Regions from separate parts of the Sus scrofa genome. Here region 2 is linked to region 1. Evidence: chromatin contacts called from public Hi-C data. All regions are on one chromosome and are shown on one strand. The core of a region is the stretch at or near the end of the contact, and the rest is flanking DNA. Distances in the headings are between cores, read along the strand shown. Region 1 overlaps RASSF5 (ras association domain-containing protein 5). Region 2 overlaps RASSF5 (ras association domain-containing protein 5).

Region 1 (6,810 bases), core at 3,772-6,271:
GCCAAACCCAAACTCCCTGTCCATCCCACTCCCTCCCCCTCGGCAACCACAAGTCTGTTCTCTATGTCTGTGAGTCTGTTTCTATTTCATAGATCAGTTCATCTGTGCCCTTGAATCTTACATCCATCAGGCCCAGATTCCATCTCCTCTTCCTGGCCCTTCAGAACTCAGGAGCAGCGTTCAAAAGCCAGGCTCCCAGCCACCCCCTATAAATTCCAGTCCCTCCCACAGCAGTTCCCAAACCTCACTTGGGCACCTTCCACACTTAGGATTCTGGCCATATCAATATTCCACCTGTGCTATTATTTACTTAAGATTTCTCCTTTTTTTTTTTCAATTTTAAAAATGTTTATTTATTTATTTTTATAACTCAGTTTTAATCGATTTTAGTGAAGCAAAACATATCACCTTTAGGAAATTTTTACTACTTAGAACAATAGAATTCAGTACATTTTAGAAATTAAAAATTGTATTTGTCCTAAGCTGATTTTATGGGTTTTTTATTATTTTTTAATTTTTTATTATTTTAATTTATTATTTATTATTTATTTATTTTTTTTAATTTATTATTTTTTAAATTTTTATTGAAACTTTTTAATTTTTATTGAAACTTTTATTGTAGCAGTTTTTTTTTTTTGTCTTTTTGCCATTTCTTGGGCCGCTCCCTCGGCATATGGAGGTTCCTAGGCTAGGGGTCGAATCGGAGCTGTAGCTGCCAGCCTACGCTAGAGCCACAGCAACATGGGATCTGAGCTATGTCTGCGACCTACACCACAGCTCACAGCAAGCAACCTCATGGTTCCAAGTCGGATTGGTTAACCACTGAGCCACGAAGGGAACTCCTGTTTTTATTTTTTTAATAATGAGTTTTATTTTTTCCATTATAGCTGTTTATAGTGTTCCGTCAATTTCCCACTGCACAGCAAGGTGACCCGGTTACACATGCATGTATACATTCTTTTTTCTCACATTATCATGCTCCGTCATACGTGACTAGTTATAGTTCCCAGAGCTATACAGCAGGATCCCATTGCTTGTCCATTCCAAAGGCAATCGCTTGCATCTATTAACCCCAAATTCCCAATCCACCCCACTCTCCCCCCCGCCCCTCCCTGCCGCCTTGGAAACCATAAATATGTTAAGATTTCTCTTTAAATAGATTTATTTTATGAAACTTAAATGTATGTTAAAGGAAAATTTTTAAATCCTTGAATCCCCTTTGATGTGTTTAGGATTTTTTTCCTGACACACATGAAATTAATATTTAATCTCTAAGATGAAAAGTATGTCTAAGATTCCTTCCACATATAGTTATGCGCCAGGCATGGTTCTAAATCCTTTCAGGTGCCCTCAGTGGGAAATGCTGCCTCCAGAGCACTGGCCCTCTGATCATCTGGTGCCCTGACTACCCTTGGATCCAGACCCTGCCTGAGGGGCACTGGGAGCAGTGGAGGGAGCTGCGGGGGTGCCGGGAAGGAAATTCCGACCACCAGCACTAAGACCAAGGCACTTTGCCAAAGGAGGGATGGAATCTGTATGTATTGACAAGGAATAGTGCCAAGAGAGCCACGTCACCCAGTGGTACTACAGGACGAGTCCATGTGTACTTTGTACGTGTGTGTGTGTGTGTGTGTGTGTGTGTGTGTGTGTGTGTAAATGCAGAGTGAGGGCCCGGAGGTGCCCAGCCAACTTTTGGAAGTGATTTCACCTTGAGAGGGGGAAGGTGGTGACAGAGGTTGAGTAAGAGATCTCTTGACTTCTTTTTTTTTTTTTTTTTGCCCCACCTCTGTGGCCTGTGGAAGTTCCTGAGCCAAGGTTCTAACCAGCACCACAGCTATACCCAGAGCCACAGCAGTGATATCACAGATCCTTAACCCACTGAGCTACGAGGGAACTCCAAGAGCTCTCGACTTCTGCTATTTGCTTCAGTGCTGTTTGAATAACCAGATGGTATCATATGTTTCTAGTGCAATATTTCTTTTTTTTTTTTTTCTTTTTTCTTTTTTGCTTTTTAGGGCTGCATCTGAGGCATATGGAGGTTCCCAGGCTAGGGGTCGAATTGGAGCTACAGCTGCCAGCCTACACCACAGTCACAGCAACACCATATCTGAGCTGCGTCTGTGACCAACACCACACAGCTCACGGTAACACCAGATCCTTGACCTGCTGATCGAGGCCAGGGATCAAACCCGAAACCTCATGGCTCCTAGTCGGATTCATTTTCCGCTGAGCCATGATGGGAGCTCCTAGTGCAATATTTCTAAAAGGCAATGAATCTTTTCCTAAAGAAAAGAGAGAACCCTGGCCTTTCTCCTGGGGGACAGGAGAGCTAGGTTCTAACTCTGCTTGTATAGATTGTATAGATGACATTCTTGGCACGTGACCAGGGACAAGCTTCCTAGTTTCTCTGAACCTCAAGTTTCTCCTCTGAGAAATGGGTATCACGCAGGGTGGTTGTGTGGCTCCAGCGAGATGTATGTGAAAGCATGCCAGTATTGCCGGGTAGCATTCCAGGGCCATCTCTAGAGCCTCCGACAGCCTTACTGGATTTTTTTTAGCATATACCCTATGACGGCTTCCTAGTACCCTCAGAATCCGTCTAAATCTGGGTTAGCACACAAAACTCTTCACAATCTGGCTCTGCCTGCTCTCCCCAGTACGAGAAAGATGGATTACTCTCCTGGATATAAAACCAGGACACTATGACTTCGTGGTTTGGCGGGCACTTTGCTGCAAGGCTTACGATTATCCCCTTTTGTGGCCTGAGTTCTTGCTCTGCTCTAGATAAAAAGGCCAGGCAAGACCCTGTCCCCATTCACCAAAGGACAGACGCTTTCCAGGGTGGATCAGCGTGGCCTGCTGGTGTTTCAGCCCCACAGGTCAGGTGGCTGCTGCCTCTCTGCCTGGGGCCCCCATGGCCACCCCCAGCCCACCCCTGTCATTCTGTAGCAGGGCCCCCGCTGGAATCACCTCTCTCAAACCCTGCAACCGCCGAGCAGTGACTCAGCTGGCGTGGAGAGCCGAGTTTCCTGGCTTCAGGCCCTGTGCTCCCTCCTGCAGCCACGCCACTGTCTCCCTACCAGGGGCTCTGCCTTTCCAGAACCCTTCAGAGGAGGAATTTCCCCCGCCTGTCCAGCCTCAGCCCTCAGCCCTCAGCCCAACTCCGCTTGCTGAACCCAGAACGACCACACGGGGGAGCCAGGGAGCCAGAAGGGGAGAGCCTGGGAAACTGGGTCTACGCCTGCAGAGAGGCTGGGCTCCTTAGCTATTCTTGACAGATACCTGAACACCTCTCCAGGGATTCTGGTCCTGTCTCCTCTGAAATGCTCGAAAAATGTTTATCACACTGAATTGTGACTGATACCAACAGTAGCAAGTATTTGTTGAGGCCTACCATGTGTTCTACTTGTTTTATCAATTATTGAGAGAGGGGTGTTGAAATCTCCAACTATAGTTGTGGGTTTACCAATTTGTCCAAGTTCTAGCTTTTATTATGTGATGCATAAACCTTTCAAATGATTATGTCCTCTTGATTCCTTGACCCTTTATCATTACGAAATAACCTTTTTTTAACCCTGGAAATATTATTTGTACTGAAATTTACTTTCAGTATATTTCTGATGTTAATACAGCCACTCTAGCTTTCTTGTGATTACCATTAGCATGATACTTCTTTATCCTTTTACTTGTAGGCTATTTGTGCCTTTATATTTAAAGGTCATTTCTTTTTTCTTTTTTTTTTCTTTTTTTTCTTTTTTTTGTCTTTTTGCCATTTCTTGGACCACTTCCTGCGGCATATGGAGGTTCCCAGGCTAAGGGTCGAATTGGAGGTGTAGCCGCCGGCCTACGCCAGAGCCACAGCAACACAGGATCTGAGCCGCGTCTGTGACCTACACCACAGCTCACGGCAATGCCGGATCCTTAACCCACTGAGCCAGGCCAGGGATCGAATGTGCAATCTCATGGTTCCTAGTCGGATTGGTTAACAACTGAGCCACGACGGGAACTCCGAAAGGCCATTTCTTATAGAGACCAGATAGTTGGAGCTTGTTTTTCTTAATCCAGTTGGATCATCTCTGCCCTTTAACTGGGTTTTTTAGCTCATTTGCATTGAATGTGATTACTGATATAATTTGATTTTAAGTCTGTCTCCTATTTGTGTTCTATTTGTCCCATCTGTTCTTTCATTTTTCTCTTCTTCCTTCTTTTGGATTAATTGAAACCATTTTCTGTCATTTGTTGCCAGCCCATCCTCAGATACCAAAGGAGGAGCCAGGCCCCAGCAGCCCTGCTCCGCTCTGGCTCTGAGACCGTAGCTCCACTTTCCACAGATTTGCCTCCATGCTCTAGAAGCCAGAAGTGCTGGCCAAAGCTGTCTAATCGACTCCACTAAACAGCTGCCTCTATCAGGAGCCGCCCTAAGGCCTGTCTGACCAGCTCGGGCCAAGCCAGGAGAGCTCGGTTCTGATCAGAGTTCAGGCTTCCCAACCAGAAGGCACTTGATATCCTGCCTCCAAGGAGGGTCAGGGCTCTAGGGTTTATTCTCTGGAAAGCCTTAAGCAGTGGAGACATTTCTCAGTGCTCTTTACAGCCCCACCCATTCCTTCTATCCTGGAATCAGTGGGTGCCTGAGATGACCTTTAGCTGAGCCAGGTTGTCCTGAGGCTCCGAGGTGGCAACAAGACCCCCTTTCTCCGTGTAATAGTACAAGAGTTGGTCACCTCTCATGCCTGTGACCACAGTATCCTGGCTGCTGGAAGATTGGAGAGGGCCATGTGAGTGATGGGATTATTGATCAGAGCCATCATTTATGATTCTCTAGTTTCCTTAAAGGAAGGCAATTGGAAGGCAGATGCCCTGTGCCTGACTCAGACCCAGAGTGAGCTCTTCAGGGCTGATTTCGCCGCCTTCAGTGTTTCTAAGTGTCCGGGCCCCATGGAAGCACTTAGCCTGGCAGTCGAGCAGGAGGAGCATGCAGTGGGCTAGGAGCCTCAAGAAAGTGAATCTCCTGTGAGTCATCCTAAATAGTGTGCAGCCATGTACCTCTTACACAGGAAGTCCCCTGGGGAGAAACAGAGCTCTGTGCTGTGCGCAGTGGTTTAATGCTGTCAGAGGCACCCTCCTAAGGATGGAGGGTGACATTCTGAAGATTCGCCCCCAGAGAGGACCTTTGGGGAATTTTTTTTTTTTTAAATCTTTTTAGGGCCACACCCATGGCATATGGAGTTTCCCAGGCTAGGGTTCGAATTGGAGCTGTAGCCACCAGCCTACACCACAATCACAGCAATGCAGGTTCTGAGCCGCATCTGTGACTTACACCACAGCTCATGGCAATGCCAGATCCTTAACCCCCTGAGCAAGGCCAGGAATCGAACCTGCGACTTCATGGATGCTAGTCAAATTTGTTTCCACTGAGCCACGAAGGGAACTCCTAGAGAGGACCTTTGGGAAAGGCTACTTCTGAGAGGCAGCGGGAAGGTGGGGGCCGAGTGGTCATGGCTGCTGAACCTTGTGAGTCAGGAGGTGGGGAGGATGCAGGAGGATTTTGACAAGCCCAGGAGACAGCGAGAACAAGCCCGAGAGAGGGCAGGGCGGCAGCTGTGAAAGTGAATCCAGTGTGTGTGGCTGTGAGGAGGGATCCCTGATTGTGGCTGGAGATGGGCCTGACCTGTTGGCTGGGCATGTGCAGTGAAGGGCTTTGAAGGACTCGCTCCGGCGTTCGGGGTATGGCTGTAGGTATCGTTGGGGAGTCACCGGTGGAAGGACAGCTGTGATGGCAAATTTCAGACCCAGAGGTTGAAATGTACCTGCTCCGTGACCTTGGGTAAATGCCCCATCCCGAGTCTCAGTTTACTCATCTGTAAAATGCGTTCCTGCTGGCCTGTGAAGATTAAGTGTGTAAGGAAGTGCGTGTGAGAACTCAGTAACGCTAATGTGACATCTTATTTCATGTCATTCTACGAGACTGGATGTTAAGAGAAGGCCGGGACCATGACTTCTTCAGGCCTGAACGTGAACTCCGGTCTAGTGCCTGCCACATAGGAAGGTGCTCAGTGATTATTTGTTGAATAAGTGAGTAAGCTTGATACAAGGTCTTGATACTCAGTCCTTCTTCAATAATTATTAGTTGGAATTCGAATGGAAAGGTTTTATGGCAGAACAACCCTGATCAGATCTTGGTCTGGAAGGGTAACTTTGGCAACAAAGGCATGGGCAGTTTGGAGGAGGCAGAGATGGGAACAGCGGAAACTACTGGAAGGCTTTGCGGTCATTTATGCCAATGGCATTCATTAAGATAGGAAATTCTTTTTCTTTTTCTTTTTTTCTTTTTTTTTTTTTTTGCATCGTTTTAGGGCCACACCCATGGCATATGGAGGTTCCCAGGCTAGGAGTCCAACTGAAGCTGAAGCTACTCGCCTATACCACAACCACAGCAATGCCAGGTCCAACCCGCGTCTGCGACCTACACCACAGCTCACAGCAACGCCAGATCCTTAACCCACTGAGCGAGGCCAGGGATCGACCCTCCGTCCTCATGGATCCTAGTCAGATTTGTTTCCGCTGCGCCACAATGGGAATTCCTCCAAGATAGGAAATTAAAGGAGGGGGAGCAGGTGGTGGGCAAGGCCAGGAATGGTCAGCTCAGTTTGGACCTGTTGAGAGGGAGGCTGCAGTGGGGAGGGTTGGGTACCCAGCAGGTACAGGTGTCCATCTGGGGCCACCTGGGGTGAGAGAGAATGATGAGACACGAGTCTGTCAAGTGTGGTTGGTACCACTGGCAGAGTGAGACCCAGTTCCCAGGTAGAGCAC
Region 2 (7,704 bases), core at 2,322-4,821, 33 kb after region 1:
TGTAGCCACCAGCCTGCGCCAGAGCCACAGCAACACGGGATTCTTAACCCACTGAGCGAGGCCAGGGATCAAACCTGCAACCTCATGGTTCCTAGTTGGATTTGTTAACCACTGAGCCACTACGGGAACTCCTCTTCCCGCTTTCTAGCTCTGTACCTATAGATTGAGGACTTGGAGGACTTGAAAATCTGGCAGGGGAATACAAATCAGAGTCTTTGACTTATCCTCTGAAGATTACCATATTAGTGATCTGTTCACACCCTGGGTACTGCTTTCTCAGTAAAACTTTGGGGCAGGAGTTCCCATTGTGGCTCAGCAGAAACGAATTTGACTGGTATCCATGAGGACGCAGGTTCGATCCCTGGCCTCACTCAGTGGGTTAAGGATCTGGATGCCATGAGCTGTGGCATAGGTCGCAGACTCAGCTTGAATCCCAAGTTGCTGTGGCTGTGGCTGTGGCCGGCAGCTACAGCTCCAATTCGACCCCTACGCCTGGAAACTTCCATATGCCGCAGGTATAGCCCCCCCCAAAAAAAAGAAAAAAAAAACTTGGGGGCAATAGATATCTGTGGGTGCCAAAGGGTTAACTCTGCAGCCGGATGGGGAACCCTCAGGTCTGAAACTGCTGGGCGGGATCTATAGCAGTTCTTCTCAAATGTTACTGCACATTACAATGATCTAGGAGATTTTTTAAATCCCTGTGCCCAGGCTGCACCCCAGACTAATTAAATCAGACTCTCCATGATGGAGCCCGGGCATTGCATTGCTGAAGATCCCCCGATAAGTCCATGTGCAGCCAAGCTTAAGAACCACTGGCCTAGATTTTCTACCATCTCTTGGACGGGAAAGGCTTAGCAGGCTGCCATGGCTGTGGTTGGCTGGCTGGCCTGCTTTGGAACGTGATTCATTCCGTTCACAGGTCAGATCTCGTCTGCCAGATCTGGTGTGGGCAGCAGCCCGGGTGCTGCCATCCCAGGGTGAGAGATGCACTGTGGTGGCCAGAAGGGGCTCCTGGCACTGCCCTATGAGGCAGAGGTTGGGGTGGTTATCTGCTATGTCAGTCCTGCAAAGGGTGCCCACCCATGCTTGCGTCACTTCCCCAGGTTTGTGGTGGGAAGCGGGAGCAGATGGGTTATCTGCTGAGGAAAGGAGAACAGGAAGAAAAAAAACCTTAGGTGAAAGCAACTCTAACTCTTGCTGTTTTCAAAACCAGGCTGGGATCCTGGCCTTTGAGAGCCATGACACAGCTGCCTCTTATAGGGAAATGGCTGTAGCTCACTTGGAAACTATGAAAGATCTTCTAGGAGCTTCTAGAATGTTTTCTCCATCATTTAACTCTTTTTTTTTTTTTTTTTTTTTTGTCTTTTTGTCTTTTTAGGGCCGCACCCGCGGCATATGGAGGTTCCCAGGCTAGGGGACCAATCAGAGGAGCTACAGCTGCCAACCTAAGCCACAGCCACAGCCACGCCAGATCCGAGCCATGTCTGTGACCTACACCACAGCTCACGGCAATGCTGGATCCTTAACCCACTGAGCAAGGCCAGGGATCGAACCCTCATCCTCATGGATACTAGTCAGGTTCGATAACCACTGAGCCAAGATGGGAACTCCTTTCTTTTTTATAGATGAGCATGAGAAAGCTATCAACTCCTAAGGAGCAACAACCTGCATGCTTCAGAGAGGGACAGAATGGAGTGGTTGTAATAGTAACTGGACTCTGATCCTTCTGACTCGAAGCTCCCAGAGGGCAGCAGGCATGTCTGGTCCCATAGAGGTGTACCCAGCCGGGTGGGGGCTGGGGAAGGGTCTCCAGGACTACGGGAGGCTGGGAGGGAGGACGAGGAATGAGAAGTCCATTGTGAGGGTCTCTGGATTAGTAAACCAACAGCAAATGAAGACAGTCTGGGCAGCTCACGCCACTTGCTGCTCATCTCGAGGGGACGGGAGTACTCCCGGTGGCTGGTCCCCATGGAATCAGGATCCTATTCCAGAGACTTGAGTGGCCATGTAGGACAAGGGCAGGCCCTGCATCTTGGTGGCTGTCTCCCCCCTCGGGAGGTTAGAGGTCCCTCCTTGACGTTTTCGTAGATGACACCGTGGCCCCAGGTCCTGAGGCCTCTGGGGACCCACCGATCAGATATGCCTTGGATGAACATTTCACAGGTCTCGTAATTTCTAGGCCTTGGTGTGATGGCTGCCCATCCCAGTCCCATGGCCTATAATTTCTTTTTTTTTTTTTTCTTTTTTTTGTCTTTTGTCTTTTTGTCGTTGTTGTTGTTGTTGTTGCTATTTCTTGGGCCGCTCCTGTGGCATATGGAGGTTCCCAGGCTAGGGGTTGAATCGGAGCTGTAGCCACCGGCCTACGCCAGAGCCACAGCAACGCAGGATCCGAGCCACGTCTGCAACCTACACCACAGCTCACGGCAACGCCATGGCCTATAATTTCAGTGACCACTCTGGGAGTGGCAGGAGCGGCTGTCCTAGGGTGGCCACATGGTAAATTGAGAAGAGTGTGTTCTCCAGGCTTCCATGGACTCGGTTCCAGACCAAGCATCATGCACATGCTCACTAGCGGTGGGACCACATGCATGTTTCTTTTTTTTCTTTTTAGGGCCGCACCCACGGCATATGGATGTTCCCAGGCTAGGGTGGAATTGGAGCTGTAGCCGCTGGCCTACGCCCACAGCCACAGAAATGCAAGATCTGAGTCGCGTCTTCGACCTACACCACAGCTCACAGCAATGCTGGATCCTTAACACACTGAGGCCAGGCTTTGAACCTGCATCCTCATGGATGCTAGTCAGATTCATTAACCGCTGAGCCACGACGGGAACTCCCACATGCATGTTTTTAACCTCTCTGAGCCTCTGTCTTGTAGTCTGTAAAGTAGGAATAATAGGAGTTCCCTGGTGGCTTAGCTGGTTAAGGGTCCAGCATTGTCACTGCTGTGGGGGGTCATTGCTGTACGATCCCTGGCCTGGGAACATCTGCATGACTTGGTGTGCCCCCCCCAAAAAAAAACAAAAGAGGGGATCCTGTTGTGGCTCAGTAGAAATGAATCCAAGTAGCATTCATGAGGACACAGGTTCGATCCTTGGCCTCGCTCCTTGGGTTAAGGGTCTGGCATTGCTGTGGCCAAAGACATGGCTCAGATCCTGTGTTGCTGTAGCCGTGGTATAGGCTGGCGGCTACAACTCTGATTCAACCCCTAGCCTGGGAACCTCCATATGCTGCAGGTGTGGCCCTAAAAATAGGAAAAAAAAAAGAGGAATAACATACATGGTGTCTAAGAGAAGGTCTGTGAATGCATAGGGCTGCTCCGATCAGGATCCTCGAGGAGGAGCACAGAGCCCAGCTGACAGGCCAGCGGAAGATGCTGTGATGGAAAAAGGATGCCTGGTTTCCGGGCTGAGGAGTGGGGTAGGGAGGAGGCCACAGCAGCTCCCCTCAGCAGCCACAGAGCTTGACGTCTCATCGGCTCTGTGAGATGGGAAAGGGGGAGGAGGAAGTGAAGGCAGACTGCTGAGTGTGCCATGTCGCCCACAGGCGGGCTGGAGGGACGGAAGCCGGGTGGTGGTGTAATGACAGCATGGCTGTGAAATTCCCCAACCAAACCAGGCACCCATAGGACGGTGTTAGGTGGTGTCAGGGAAGCAGCTCAGGGGAAGCGATCGCCCCGCCCCAGGGTGGGGGCGCAGCTGTGAGAAGTAAATCGTGATGTCATGGGAAGAACACAGCAGAACGGACTGGAGTCGCTTTCCGTTCTGCACAGATGGACTGGGGGACTCTAAGCACGTTCCTACACTCCTGTTAGTCCCGGTTGTCTCACCCGTGACGTGTGGGTAATAAACTCTATCTCGCCGTTTGGGTTCTGAGGATGAAATGAGATAGTGCGTGCCAAACTCACGGCATGGGTGCTAAGTAAACAGCTGTCCCTGTGCCGCAGCAGAGGTTTGTCCCCTCGATTAGCTGAGCAGGCTGCAGCCCCCTGCCCCCACCAGTTCCCACACCCATTTGATAAATATCTATATGTATGTGTATATGTGTCTATATGTTATTATGTGCAAAGCGCTGTGGCCAGTGACGTGAGGTCTGAACGGAGGTCCATGTGCCCTTGGTCCTCTCGATCTGGGAGAATTGCTGTCAGTCCCCTCAGCAGATGCTGGGACCACATGTACATGTCTGTCTCTCCAGCTCTATCGTTACTTCTTGAGGATATGGACCATAGCTTGCATTTCTTTGCATCTCCCATAACATCTTTTTTTTTTTTTTTTTTTTTTTTTGTCTTTTTGCCTTTTCTAGGGCCACTCTGAGGCACATGGAGATTCCCAGGCTAGGGTTCCAATCAGAGCTGTAGCTGCCGGCCTATGCCAGAGCCACAGCAACGCGGGATCCGAGCCGCGTCTGCGACCTACACCACAGTTCACGGCAATGCCAGATCCTTAACCCTCTGAGCAAGGCCAGGGATCGAACCCGAAACCTCATGGTTCCTAGTTAGATTCGTTAACCACTGCGCCACGACGGGAACTCCTCCCATAGCATCTTTCCATAGCCACCCTCCTTAAGCAAAACAGCTCTCCTCATTCGCCAGATTCATACCCAGTACCTGTGTGCCAGGCCCTTTCACATGCATCCTGCAACAAGCCTGGGGGTAGGTCTTACCCCCATTACACAGGTGAGGAGACTGAGGCTGAGAGCGATTTAAGTGACTCCTCCAGCATGGCTGGCTAGGCAGTCGCACAGCGGGATTTGACCTTCGATTGTTCGCAGCCTGAGTCCATTCCTTTCACTGCATGGGGCCAGTGCTCGCCTCTTCGTGGTCAGAGAGGCCTTTGGGAGGACGAGGTCCATTCTCTTTCTCATCCTGAGAACCACTGCACATCCACCCTCACATCTGTGTCTGTTGCAGAATGTCTGCAAACCCGTGGAGGAGCCGAGGTGCCCGCCCACGCTGCAGGAGATCAAGCAGAAGATTGACAGCTACAACACCCGGGAGAAGAATTGCCTGGGCATGAAGCTGGTGAGCAGGCCTGCCCCCTCCCCACCTCCCCACTGCCATCCCCCTCTCTCCACCCTCTCCTCCCCTGCCCTCCCCCTGGGTTCTGAGGCCACCCCTGGAGCTCCCTCCCCTTTCTTCGGGCCTCTGGAGGCTTCTGGGTTGTAGGATTGGTGCCAGGCTGGGAGCCTGGGCTCTCAGAGGCTTCTGCATGCTTTAGGGAAATAGAATGGGCTTTATTTTTTTTTTCTTTTTTCCCCTAATTTTATTGAGGTATAATTGACATCCAGCACTGTATACAGCTTTAAGGTGTACAGCAAAATGTTTTGACGTACATAACATCAGGAAATGGTTATCACAATATGTTTGGTGAGCATCTATTTGGATACCAAAGAAAAGAAAAAGTCACCACACATAAAGATTTCATTATTATTGACTGTAGTCCCTGAACTGTACATTTCTTCCTTGACTTTCTGTAGTTTGATAGCTCATTTCTTTTTTTTTATGAGAGTACAGTTGATTTACAGTGTCGTGTCAATTTCTGCTGTACAGCAAAGTAACCCAGTCATACATATATATGTGTGTGTGTATATATTCTTTTTCTCATACCATCTTCCATCATATTCTACCCCAAGAGACTGGAGTAGTTCCTGTGCTGTGCAATAGTAGAGTGGGTTTTAGAATACGATCCAGAGAGTTCCCGTCAGGGCTCAGTGGTTAATGAATCTGACTAGGAACCATGAGGTGGCGGGTTCGATCCCTGGCCTTGCTCAGTGGGTTAAGGATCTGGTGTTGTGGTGTAAGTTGCAGACGCGGCTCGGACCTGGTGTTGCTGTGGCTCTGGCACAGACTGGTGGCTACAGTATGCCGCGGAAGTCGCCCAAGAGATGGCAAAAAGAACAAAAAGAAAAAAAAAAAAAAAGAATAAGATCCAGATCCAGTCTCTGGCTTTTCCTGGTTTAACCTGTGGCTTTGGGAAACTTTTGTAACCTCTTGAGCCTCACTGTAAGATAGAGATATCAATTCTCATTTGTCGAAGCACTTGTGGCAATTACATGATATACAAGTGACTCAGGGCCCTGGGCAAGGGGAGCTCACAGCTCCTCCTCACTCCCCTCTTCTTACAGCCTGTGATTACACACTTACAGCCTGTGTCTGGAGAAGCCTCCTTGGACCGTACAGAGCCCAGAGAGGGGAGGGCACCAACTTTGTGCCAGGTTCAGGAAGGCCATCTTCAGTAGGGAGAGGAGAACCCTGCCCCCTGCTGGTGGCTGGAAGCAACTGGCTTCTTGGGGCTTCAGCCGGATGGAGCACCAGAAAATCTAGTTGCAGGTTGACATCTTGCAGACTTTGGAAAGGGATGCAGGAGGAGATCCAATATGCTGGTTCTCCGAGGATCTTATTACACAGCCTTCTTGCTCCTTCCTGGTTTGGAGGGGCGAACCAGAGAGGCCTCTCCAGACACACCACTCTGTGCATGGGACTCACCTAGGACAATAGGGCATTTGGCAAGCAGCCCCAGCCTCTCAGGAGGGGAAGCCACAGCAGCCCCATGTGTAGCTGGAGCCTGAGGGCCTTTTCCTGGTCCCATGGGGAGGAACAGGGTCTCCTTCCTCCAGCACCTCCAGGTCAACAGGGGCAGGGAGGAATTCAGGGAGACAGGTGAGGGGCTGGGTGGTGGTGACACCACGCCCCCTGGACCTGAGGCCATGGGCCAGAGTGGCAGATAGGAATCAAGTAAGACAGACCCGCCCTGACCCCACATGACCTCCCCCCACTGGCAGAGTGAAGACGGCACCTACACGGGTTTCATCAAAGTGCATCTGAAACTCCGGCGGCCAGTGACGGTACCTGCTGGGATAAGGCCCCAGTCCATCTATGACGCCATCAAAGAAGTGAACCTGGCGGCCACCACGGACAAGCGGACCTCCTTCTACCTGCCACTCGATGCCATCAAGCAGCTACACATCAGCAGCACCACCACGGTCAGTGAGGTCATCCAGGGGCTGCTCAAGAAGTTCATGGTCGTGGATAATCCCCAGAAGTTTGCACTTTTTAAGCGGATACACAAGGATGGGCAAGGTATGAGAGAGTGGGGCTCCTGCCCAGAAACTCCCTTTCCTAATTCTGTCTCTGCTCCCCGACTGGACCCCTGCCACACATAGGTGGGAGGAGTGGGCTTCTCCTAGTGCCGCAGTCTGGCTGTCTATGTGGCATCAGGTCCGTGGAAAGGCCACACGCCCGTTCTGCTCACTCCTGTGCCCCTCCCTCTGTGTGTGACTTCAGGAAAACCACACCCTGGGCTCTCACTTCCTAATCTGTGGGATGGAACAGAAGCCACCCCACCACTCCTACTAATCTTTTGGGGGAATGACGTGAATGGAAACATGTTTCAAACACTAGCAGGTTCAAGAATTAGGTTGAGGAGTTCCTGTTGTGGCGCAGTGGTTAATGAAGCCGACTAGGAACCATGAGGTGGCGGGTTCAATCCCTGGCCTTGCTCAGTGGGTTAAGGATCCAGTGTTGCCGTGAGCTGTGGTGTAGGTCGCAGATGCGGCTCAGATCCCGCGTTGCTGTGACTGTGGTGTAGGCCGGCGGCTACAACTCCGATTAGACCCCTAGCTTGGGTACCTCCATATGCCACAGGAAGCAGCCCTAGAAAAGGCAAAAAGACAGAAGAAAAAAAAAAAAGAATTAGCTTGAAAGGA

Evidence for each region. A called contact is a pair of places that touch in the nucleus more often than the background predicts.
Region 2: a Hi-C map of blood shows a contact between it and region 1, with 7 times the contacts expected there. The contact joins two enhancer-like sites. A contact is called at or near these places in 22 of 47 Hi-C or Micro-C datasets (alveolar macrophages, blood, brain and 11 more) and 2 of 2 datasets of contacts at active chromatin or transcription factors (alveolar macrophages and skeletal muscle).

What each region holds. Positions count from the first base shown.
Region 1 is chr9:67,190,645-67,197,454 of Sscrofa11.1, forward strand. The region is part of intron 2 of RASSF5 (ras association domain-containing protein 5); the gene reads left to right. Among named protein-coding and RNA genes, the nearest start is that of RASSF5, 37 kb to the left of the region's middle. Within about 2 kb of position 5,022, at least 5 of the 83 cell types and tissues checked have an H3K27ac peak or open chromatin away from gene starts, as enhancers often do.
Region 2 is chr9:67,225,155-67,232,858 of Sscrofa11.1, forward strand. RASSF5 (ras association domain-containing protein 5) reads left to right here. Exons shown (of 6, transcript XM_021063315.1): 3 at 4,910-5,020; 4 at 6,781-7,078. Among named protein-coding and RNA genes, the nearest start is that of EIF2D, 32 kb to the right of the region's middle. Within about 2 kb of position 3,572, at least 16 of the 83 cell types and tissues checked have an H3K27ac peak or open chromatin away from gene starts, as enhancers often do.